3 separate regions of the Hordeum vulgare genome follow, and regions 1 and 2 are each linked to region 3. The links are chromatin contacts, called in public Hi-C maps. All regions are on one chromosome and are shown on one strand. The core of a region is the stretch at or near the end of the contact, and the rest is flanking DNA. Distances in the headings are between cores, read along the strand shown.

Region 1 (3,495 bases), core at 168-2,667, 270 kb after region 3:
CGAGTCCACCAACTATGTAAGCTTGCCTTTTTCTATTGGTCTTGCAGCGTCTCAAGGTTCCTATTTACCGTGTAGGTCGCTCGTTAGGCACGTAACACATATTCCAATGCTTATATGGGCCAGCCAGTTTATGCTCTTTTAATATTTGTTTTACACTGGTTTTAGGAAGCTTATATAACCTTGCGTGCCTTTTTTTATCCTTCTTTCTATTTTTATTTTTTTTACTTATTTTTTCCATTTTTTTTTCTAATTTTGGAATCGTGAACAATTTATGAATTCACAAACATTTTTTTCGAGGAATATCTTTGAATATATAAACCAAATGCATGATCCTTTTTCAGATTCACAAACATATTTTGAAATTACGAACATTTTTTGAATATGTGAACATTTTTTCAATTTGTGAACATTTTGTGAAGTTGCTAACATTTTTTTATTTCTGAATACTTTTCTAAATAGTGAATATTTTCCATGTTTACAAATATATTTTTAAATGTATAGACATTTTTATAAATATGTGATTCAAAATCATGAATACATTAATGAATATTTTTTAAATCATGATTTCTTTTCAAATTGGCGTACATTTTTGGAATTCGTGAATATAATTTAAGTTCTTCAATGTTTTAGGAAATCACTAATATATTTTGAATTCAGTAACAATTTTAAAATTTGTGATTTTTTAATCTTAGAAGACTTTTTGTATTCACAAACTTCTTTTGAAACGCGAACATTTTAAAATTCGTGAATATTTTTGGAATTCTTGAACAATTTTTGAAACCATGAACATTTATGAATCCATGACCATTTTTGAAAATCATGAACATTTTTGAAATTTGTGACAAATTTTGTATTCATGAACATTTATTAAATACATGAACACCTTTTGAACATTTTTAAATTCATGATTATTTAATAAATTTATTAAATTTATTTGAATTCCTGAATATTTTTCAACTTTACTAATATTTTATGAATTCATGAACCTATTTTTTCAAACCATGGACATTTTCATACTTTCAACTATTTTCAGAATCTTCAAAAACTTTTTGAAATATTTTTATAAATTCACTAACGTTTTTTATATTTCTAGAATATTTTCTTTAAAATTCTTATATGATTATTAACTTTGGTAAACATTTTATTAATTTAGTAAATAAAAAGCAAAAAAAAAAAAGGAATGCGACCGCGTCCGGGGCGAGCCGCAGGAGTGTGGCTGCGTGTTTGCTCGCAGTCCATCGCTCCATGCGGTGATTAGGAGCCCCCCTCAAGACTAGCACGTGACCCGGACTGACACGATCCCCTCTCCCGCAAAACAATAAAGAAATATACGATCTCCTCTGCGCCGTCCATAACCAGATCGGACGGAGCGCATACCTTCTGGCCCCAGCAAGGCTGGTTGGTCCCCGTGCAGACCACGCACACATCTTCTCCTCCATCGCACCCCGACTCTCTCTCCTTCCCCAGTCACCGATCCAACCATCCCAAAGAGAGAGAAAGAAAATCCCCGATCCAGCACCGAGCGCGCACCGGTGGAGATCGTGGTGGGAGGATGTCGTCGGACTACTCGTCGTCGTGGGCGCGCGCGCTCGTGCATATCTCGCCCTACACCTTCTCCGCCATCGGCATCGCCGTCTCCATCGGCGTCTCTGTCCTCGGCGCAGCATGGTGAGACCTAATCTTCCCCCCCTTCCGGGCATCGCCTCGCTGGATCTGCTGCGCGCATCTTCTCATACTGCCCCACTGTGGTTTTGCTGCTGTCAGGGGGATCTTCATCACGGGGAGCAGCCTCATCGGGGCCGCCATCAAGGCGCCCAGGATCACCTCCAAGAACCTCATCAGGTGAGGGAATCTCTGGAGCCTTGCTAACCTGGTGGGCCTGATTTGTCTCGACGCCGTCTCCTCTGCACTGCGGTAGCTAGATTTGGCCTTGCTTGGTGGGTGGGCTCTGGGCTGTGAGCTCTTGACTTTTGTCTACCTTAAACTTGATGATGCGTGGTTGCGTCCAGGAGATGGATTGGCCATTGTTTCTTCTGTTAGTTAGCATTGTGTTACATGAAATTAAGCGTCCGATGTTTGAGTAGAGCAAACCACCTTGCTTCTGATGGTAAATTATTCAACTAGCTTGGAGGGGCTGATATTCCTTCCATGGTGAATCACTTTCGGTGTTTATACGATTAGTTGACTTACATCTCTTAGTAGGAAGAATCGGACATTATCTCATTGCAAACTATCCATGGGTAAATGCACTGATGATATTCTAACAAATGCCAAAGACAAGGGCGTGCAATTGTTGTTGCCTGTGAAGAAATTTTCGTGGTTATGTCAGACACGCCTAATTTGGATATAGGTCCGTATGTCCATTGTTGTGTCAGTCACCCATCCTGAATCCTCACATTTCGCACTTGTTTAGTCTCGTTTTAATAAACCAATTTAACCGTCTCGTTTTAATAAACCAATTTAACCGTTATGTAAGTCGTGACAAACGCTCTGCATGCTGGCAACGCACGAAGGCCAGATACTGCTATCAACTTCTACTGGAATCATGATAGATAGAAAGTCAAAGCAGGAGGCTTATTTTCTTTTGTTTGTTTTGCGGTTCCTCTGTTATGTTAGGCCCATCAAGTTCTTACAGTGGTCGTGTGGGATCTGGTCTAGTTCCTTAGTTTGTCTTTATAATTTGATTCGTCATTGAACCTGTGTTTGTGGCTTTTATTCTTCTCTTGTTTTGTTGGAGGGCATGTTCGTTAGAATGGTAGGCAGTATAACAAAGGAAAACTAGTGTTTTGGCTCTACATCTACAATTGGATGTAGCACAAACACCCTCTATGTCGTTAGAGGAAGAAGGATGTGAGTTCATATGATGTATTGGAGAAACACTAGTCTGATAGTAACCAGGGAGCTAGACTGCCATTTTGTATACACTAGATCATATGCTTCAATAATATTGGAGATACTAGTTGGCTGTTAGTTCTTCAGTGTCCCAATTTCTTCAGTAGACCAGACCATATTTCACATTCTGTGTAGTCCAACCAATAATACAGATTTAGTCAACAACAACAACAACAACAATAACAAACCAAGTCCGATAGTAACCAGGGAGCTAGACTGCCATTTTGTATACACTAGATCATATGCTTCAACAACAAACACTAGTCTGATAGTAATCAGGGAACTAGACTGCCATTATGTATACACTAGGTCATACGCTTCAATAATATTGGAGATATTAGTTGACTGTTAGTTCTGCAGTGTCACAATTTCTTCAGTAGACAAGACCATATTTCACATTCTGTATAGTCCAACCAATAATACAGATGTAGTCAACAACAACAACAACAACAATTACAACAGTAACAAACCAAGTCATGGTACTAGCATGTGGATAGCTAACTTCCGCGCACCCCTGTCCATGGTTAGTTCTTTGGTGATATTCCAGTCCTTAATATCTCTCTTTACGGACTCCCATGTTATATTCGGTCTACCCCAACCTGT
Region 2 (3,472 bases), core at 102-2,601, 360 kb after region 3:
CGACCACACACGGCCGTATTTTTTTTAATTATCTAAATAGTCATTGTCGTCTTTTGACTAATAGGATGACAACAAAGTGACGTGGGGCCGCCTGCTAACAGAAACCCCTAAACCTGACTTTGTCGTCTAGTGGCAGATGGCAAAGGTTTCTTCTTTGTCGTTTGGTGCACATGAAGGCTGACGGTAAAGGCACTAACTTCGTCTGTTTGGTCAGTTGCGTGAGTTACTTTTTTTTTGCCGTCTTTACTTATTTGCAGACGGCAAAGAGGTTATACTAACAGCAAAATCTTTGTCGTGTGCCCGGTGGAAAGCTCACGGCAAAGTACCTCTTTGCCTATTCACAGTATGTCGTCAAGCTTTGTCGTCTGTTGGCTGATGATAAATTTTTTAACATCTGTATATAGGCCTTTGTCGTGTGTTAATGTCTGATGGCAAATTTCCTGATTTCTGTAGTGCCACCTAATATAATGAGAGAAAGAGGGCAAATAATTGACATGGCTAAACGAGAGGAACAAAAGAGGGGTTTGTAATTTCGATTTGAGTTGACAATATATGTGTTATATGCCGCCAAAATGGTATATTTACAAACTTTATTCGACTATAATCGAATGGCATATTTTTTTATCATATAAGTCAAATTGAGGAAAAACAAATGCCACCCATCCTATTAGCCCGAGCGGAGAGAGTATTTGAAAAGGAGATAAACATGAATTGGAGGGTGTATGGCCATCTGTTTGTGGAGGACACGAAGGCAACTGTGATATTGATTGTTTGTTATGTGTTTTTTATTGTCTATATTTAATATTAATAAATACTTCCATCAGACATGTATCCTAAAAGCGTGTTTGTTTTGTGAATTAAGTATAGCTCAGATGGTTAGGTTGTTTGTGGTGAATTCAGTCCAACATACTCACGTATGTTGGTCTTTGTTAAAAAATACATTTTTCTGTATTTATTTTAGTCCTTTTAATGATGTACGTTCAGTAGAAGAAGACACTTTGGTTGATTGCGACTATAATAATTTCATCAATTTTAAGATATTGTGTAGTTTCTGTATCTCAAAGGTGTGCATAGGTATAGCGCGTGCATGCTTACGTTCATAGGAATGTATGTATGTGTGCATCTGCGATGGTGTTGTGTTAAAAATATGTTTTTTCTAATATCTCTATATATGGAAAAGTAAAAGAAATAGATATATCAGCCGCAGCGCATGACGCGGGCTACAACCGTGCGCTGTCCATCAAGAAACTTCCGACTGCATGCACAAAGCGCAAAACCACTCCCACCACATAAAGCCAATTGCTAATGGCGCATCTCTCAATCTTCGTCGGCAGCCAAGCCATGCACGAGAGCTAACGAGGAGGAGAGGCCGGCCGGTCAGAGATCGACCGAGATGCATCGTTCGTCGAGCTACTACCTGTCATCCTCTTCATCTTCGTCGTCATCGATGGGGGCGGCGTCGGTGACCGGTGGCCCAAGCGGGAATGCAGGGCTGGACGCTGACCATCTGCCGACGTACGACCCGCACTCGGACACAGCCAAGAAAGAGGCCCTCGACGCCTGCCGCGCCAACCTTGCCCACACACTCGTCCACCTCGTCCCCATCGTGGTCCTCCTCTCCGGGCTTCTCCTCTGGTCGCTCTCCACCACCCCCGTTCACCCCACCGGTATGTACACATGCGCATGCAAACATGCACACATCCCTACTCTTCCCTGATTCAACGCCGAGATCAATTACTGCTTTGGATATCCAGATAAATATAAACGTGTACTGCCGATCGGTGATATATTTAATCTTTGTTTCCCTTCGTCACCAGACTCCTGTTCCGTTTGATGCTCATACCTTTTTTAAGCCATCTCTTATTGTCTTGCTTCTGCGGTGTGTATGCATGCAGAGGTGGGCGTAATTTTGCTAAAGAAGGAAAGACTAATGGCGCTGAAGAGTGGGCTCGAGCACAGCTCGAACGGCCCCGGTATGGTGGTTGCGATGGAGAATCTGGATCCAGCGGGCAACACTGTTGGGAAAAGAATAAAGAAGGACGGACTTAAGAAATGAAATGGATGGATGTGGTCCCTGTTGTTTTTTCTTAGTAAAAGAGCAATTAGTTGCATGTATACCCATTTTGGAAAATACATTTTCTTAGTAAAAGAGCAAATTAGTTGCATGTATACCCATTAAAAAACGACTAAGGATATATAAAAACGATTTTTTTTCTCGATCATTAGAGTTTTGACTCCCTGGTTCAAATCATAGCACAAGTAACATTTTAGACAGGACAAGCCGTACTCAAAACCAGAGAACCAAAAGGTTTGACACGAGCCAATGACAAGCTCCACTTGATTTTAAAACTACCTACGTCATAGGGACGCCATGGGACCCCTACGTCCCGAACTGCAGCAACCTGGAGCACGCCCAGTTTTTCACGCGGGAGTGGGATATGCTATGGGCAAAATTGACAAATTTGATCCATGAGTCAAAGAATTTCATAAACTGAACTATGTTTAAAAAAAATTCATCCAGCTGACCCATTTTGTGTGGCGTGCGACAGTCAGGCGCCACAGTATATTGTGTGACGTCTTTGTCTTAGACGATGTGGTAGTGTGACGCCTATACCTTAGGCGTCACACTAGGTTTCAGATGTCACACAACGTAGTGTCGGACGTCGCACAGTGTAGTGTGGAGCCTAAGACAAAGACGTCACACAAAAATGTCAGTTGGATGAAATTTTTTCGAACGTAGCTCAGTTTATGAAATCCTTTGGCTGCTGGATTAAATTTGTTAATTTTGCCCATGCTATGTAGAGCGCCATGGCTAGGGATGCATGCCTGATTGTGGTAGCAGCTCCATATCAACACTCTAAAAAAAAAGCAGCTCCATATGCAGGTTGGTCTCCGGGCATATCCTATCGGATTTGGCTTTGGGTGCTCGGTGTGCGTCAGGCTCTCTGCTGGATGTGGAACGTGGCAGCGAGGAGTTGGCATTCCGTGCCTGCGGTGGCCGGCCATCGGCGCTACGGGTCCACGGCTGGTTGGATGGTTGTGGTTGCAAGTAGGTCATCATAGGCACGGAATGCCAACTCCTCGCTGTAACGTAGTTCAGTGTGGGATGACTTTGTACGACTCGACGACTCCGGCCGCGGCGGCCAACCACCAGCCTTTATGGCCCCGAGGTGCTCGTCGGGATCCCCCGGTCGCTCGCCTGCAGGCGCGGTCGTCTCGTGCGGGGCGGGATCCGCGGGTCGGGCCGCGTCTCCTCCGGCTTCTTCGACTTCCGAGTCTTCGCGATATCCACCCACACCGCCGCGAATCCTGCTGAGGGGTGAATGCTCCTTGTCGGTGCAGACAAGCTCACCCCCATTCCACCCCGGTCCTAGCGCGCCCCCCCCCTTCTGCGCTCTCGCACCCGCCGGTCCGGCCGATGGCGCACTCCCCAGGGCCCGCCGTTTCTGCGCCGTGCTCGGACCCCGCGGTC
Region 3 (3,737 bases), core at 777-3,276:
CCCGTGGCCGTTGTAGGTGACCTTCCCGGAGACCTTTAGGTCCTTGTCCAGCTTCCCTGCCATCGCCAGCAGCAGCGTCGTCTTTCCCGAGCCAGGAGGCCCAAGCAGCAGCGTCATCCTCCGGGGCTTGATGATCCCGCTGACGTCGTGGAGGACGGTCATGGCCTGCTTCCGGCTGGGGATGACGTGGAGCGCGTTCCCGACGGCCTGGAGCACACCGAGCAATTCACATGCTTAGAGAGAGATATCGAAAGAAAGGACACGGTTCTTCTTCTTCCAATGGCGGTGTCGCTGGCGAAACGAGGTGGACGCGCACGCCATTCGCTCGGCGGAATGCCGCAGAGCCGCGCGGCCGATGCGCCAACATCGCATGCCATGGGGTGGAGGTCGGACGATTCCGTGGCGTGGATGGGGATGCGGTGGAGGTGGCCGGAGGTAGGGAACGACCGTCGCGACGCCGTGCCGGTGCCGGTGGCCATAGGCGGAGGTTGGTGGGACACGGTCGGTATTTGTTATTTGTTTTTTTGTAAGTGATGAAGTCGGGCAGGAGCGGCAGGCTCCGTTGCGGGCCGAGCCCGGCGTCGCGACAGTTTGGGCTCTTGTTGGGCTACTTTATGCTAGGAAATTTTGTACTACTCCTAAAAGATCACATTTCTTGTTTAAATAAACATTTATCTTTGTATAATACGGAGTAATATAAAATTGTTACTAGTACTTGGTGCAATTGAAAGAAGAAAGGATGAGGACCTGAATATTAGGTGGCGGCTAGGTTTAATAAATCTCGAATTCCGAAGTCACGTGGAGAAAAAAAAAGCCTCGAAAGCGAGACACGGTCAGAGTAATACTTTCTGCCGGACAAGTGGCCGAAACGGCAATCAAGCTGCAGCGTGTGCTTGGTCTTTTGTGAAGCCAAGAAAATATCACGCGCCGAGAGGCGACTCACCTACCGCATTGCTTGCCGATGGGCCAAAAGGCATACAGCTCGCTGGCAAGTTGCAATCGCAAAAACGAGAAAACAAAGCCCCTACTTGGCTTCAATTTTCGCAGCGTCGCTGTCGATAACCATATGATAAACGAGAGAGCACCGTCGCTCGCCTCCATCGCGGAACCAGCTGCACCAAAACGCAAAAGCAGCCCATCCTCATCGACTAATTGGCCCTACCATGTACATGTACTGTCGCAGCCAAGCCAGGACTGATTAGTTATCATTAACTATGATCAACATGCTTGTTCGAGTGGTGTGGGGGGAAAACAAAAAACAAATGCAAATTGAAGGTAAGCCGCCATGCATGGACTTGTCGCATCTGTTTTGGAGCGGAAGGAGAAGGAATGATGTACCTCGAGTGTGTTGGTGACGGCGTTGATGAGCGTGGGGAGGCCGCGGTTGCCGACGCGCACCTCGGCCTCGATCTCCAGCTTCTCGAACCGCACCTCGATGGTGGGGTAGTCGATGCCGACCCTGTCCATGCGCTCCTTGAGCTTGAGGAGGAAGTTCTCGTGGTCGTCGTCGGCGGCGCGAACCAGCCGCTCGATGAGCGCACGGCTCTCGTGGGCGCCCAGCCGCCCCACGTCCACCTCCACCTTCTCCCCGCCGTCCTCCACCGTGAGGATCCCGCGCCGCACCCGGTCGTACGTGGGCAGCCGCTCCAGGGCCGCCCACCGCAGCGCCTCCTCGTCGTCCTCCTCCTCCTGGAACCGCGACGACGTCCGCGAGAACACGTCGTCGCCGCGCCGCCATAGCGAGCTGTCCCGCCGCAGGCTCGTCACCCGGTGGATCTCTCGATCCATCCTCGCCTCTGCTTGATTGATTGCTTACTTACTTACTTACTTATCTTCGTCTTCTTCCTCCGTTGATCACTCTATTCTAGGAGTATTGTGCACAGTGCACTGGCCTGGCCTGCCCTGGCTTAGCTCTGTTGCGCAGCTCCTCCTTGCCTTCCGACAGGGGACTCACTGGTTTGGCTTGGGGTACGAGCTAGTACGAAGGGAGCAGACGAAGGAGTCCCTATATATACGCCCAGGAGAAGGGAATGGTTGAAGAAGCTGGTGAGGAGGAAGACCACGGCAGCCACATTATCGAGTTTCACCTCACCTACCTTGAGCGGGTCCTTGACCTCGACACATTTCGTACAGGTCCGCTGCACTGTGCGAGCTTGGACCCGGCACGGGATGTGGTCGTCGTCCTACAAGATAATGAAACTACGCTTTCGAGCTAGCTCTTCATTTTTCACGCGCGTGTTTACACCTGACCGCGCGCGGGGGGGAGCTTCCTGGCATCAGCGGGGGTTTTGTCTCTGCGTCGTGGCCGAGGCGGGCAGTGGTCAACATGCATGCATGTCTCGGGATTATTCGATTAGAGGCTGCTCTCCCCCCGCGGTAGGTTCGTTTGGCCAGGGATAGTATGATATTAGGAAGAGGGCAGCCGCCTGCAACCACTTGCAGATGCAGAGTAGGAGCAAGAGTATACTACTACGACTAGTACTGGTGGTCTCTGATTGTTAACAATAGTGTCTACTTTGGATGGGTGTGGTTAAAAAAATCGTGTCCAGCCAGGACGATGAGGCCGGGCGACGACAACGGCGGCTGCGTCCATCCAACGGCTCACCAGAGATTGATCCGCCCATTCATTTCGTTAGGGGTGTCGACATGAGCAGTGACCCATTCATTATTAAATCCCATCCGTGTAGAAAAGTCTTTTCAGGCGAATCCTTGAGCCGGTTGGTCGAAATTTTCTTCGTCCATTGGTCTACTTGCCTTTTCTTATATATTGATGTTTTAAAGGGAGAAAGACCGGTCATCTCGGCGATGCATGCAATTATTTTATTAATAATTTACAAAAAAATTATAAAATAATATATTAGTAAGTCTGAAGCCATCGTCTTGACAACATTTATCGTTACTCCTATCAACTTGATAAAGGGGTGCCACAGTGTGAGCCAAATATCAAACAAACCTCGCATCATAGGCTAACATCTAAAACCGAAGGCCCCAACCAAGCCACATTGTCGGATATGGGGCACACACCGGTCCGGCGCACTCTCATAGGTTGCCGTCGTCGTCTTGCACATATCCATCTTCAGAGTTGTACTCATGCGTCAACCTTGTGAGGCTTATTTGTCGTCGACGACACCACGACGTCCAGTCTTGAGGATATAACCCCGGGCCTTACCCGACCTTTTAAAGTCTAGCCCAAGAACAAGACATGTATAAACACAAGGCCTAAGGAGCGGCTCCTCTTGAAGTGTGGGTTATCCAATCACCTAGCGGGTCGCTCATTGCACTTGACGTAAAGAGTTATTTCCTGCTTGGAAGACAAGATAGGTAGGAGTTAGATTAAGTCACGGGTTGTAGTACGATCCGGATTCTATTGTAATCTGAGAGCCTCCACCTATATATAAATGGAAGCCCCTGGGGTAGAAGGGATATGCTAGAAATCCTCGAGAGCTAGGTTAGCGATTCCGCACCCTTGTAATCGAGATCATCATCAATAACACCAAAAGCAGGACATAAGCTTTTACCTCCATCGGAGGGCCGAACTTGGGTAAACTCTTGCCACTCGTTCCCGATCAACCCCATCCAAGCAACCACCTAGTTGCGATGGCTCCTAGACTTAGTCCTATCACGAGGGCATCTGTCGTGACAAAAGCACGATAGTTGGCGCCCACTATGGGGCCAACGCACGATGATGTTGAGTTCTTGGAGGGAGCTCTCCTAGGTATTGAGGGATACGAGATCAG

Evidence for each region. A called contact is a pair of places that touch in the nucleus more often than the background predicts.
Region 1: a Hi-C map of seedling shows a contact between it and region 3, with 6 times the contacts expected there. The contact joins the promoter of LOC123443856 here to the promoter of LOC123443854 in region 3. A contact is called at or near these places in 2 of 6 Hi-C or Micro-C datasets (leaf and seedling) and 1 of 1 datasets of contacts at active chromatin or transcription factors (embryo).
Region 2: a Hi-C map of leaf shows a contact between it and region 3, with 2.5 times the contacts expected there. The contact joins the promoter of LOC123439958 here to the promoter of LOC123443854 in region 3. A contact is called at or near these places in 2 of 6 Hi-C or Micro-C datasets (leaf and seedling).

The regions. Positions count from the first base shown.
Region 1 is chr3H:358,974,912-358,978,406 of MorexV3_pseudomolecules_assembly, forward strand. It overlaps LOC123443856 (V-type proton ATPase subunit c''2), which reads left to right and starts at 1,418. Exons shown (of 4, transcript XM_045120394.1): 1 at 1,418-1,668; 2 at 1,765-1,842. The coding sequence starts at 1,553.
Region 2 is chr3H:359,067,970-359,071,441 of MorexV3_pseudomolecules_assembly, forward strand. LOC123439958 reads left to right here and starts at 1,352. Exons shown (of 2, transcript XM_045116568.1): 1 at 1,352-1,667; 2 at 1,896-2,217. The coding sequence starts at 1,394. The coding sequence ends at 2,056.
Region 3 is chr3H:358,703,629-358,707,365 of MorexV3_pseudomolecules_assembly, forward strand. It overlaps LOC123443854 (ABC transporter G family member 37), which reads right to left and starts at 2,027. Exons shown (of 20, transcript XM_045120393.1): 1 at 1,339-2,027; 2 at 1-207. The coding sequence starts at 1,788.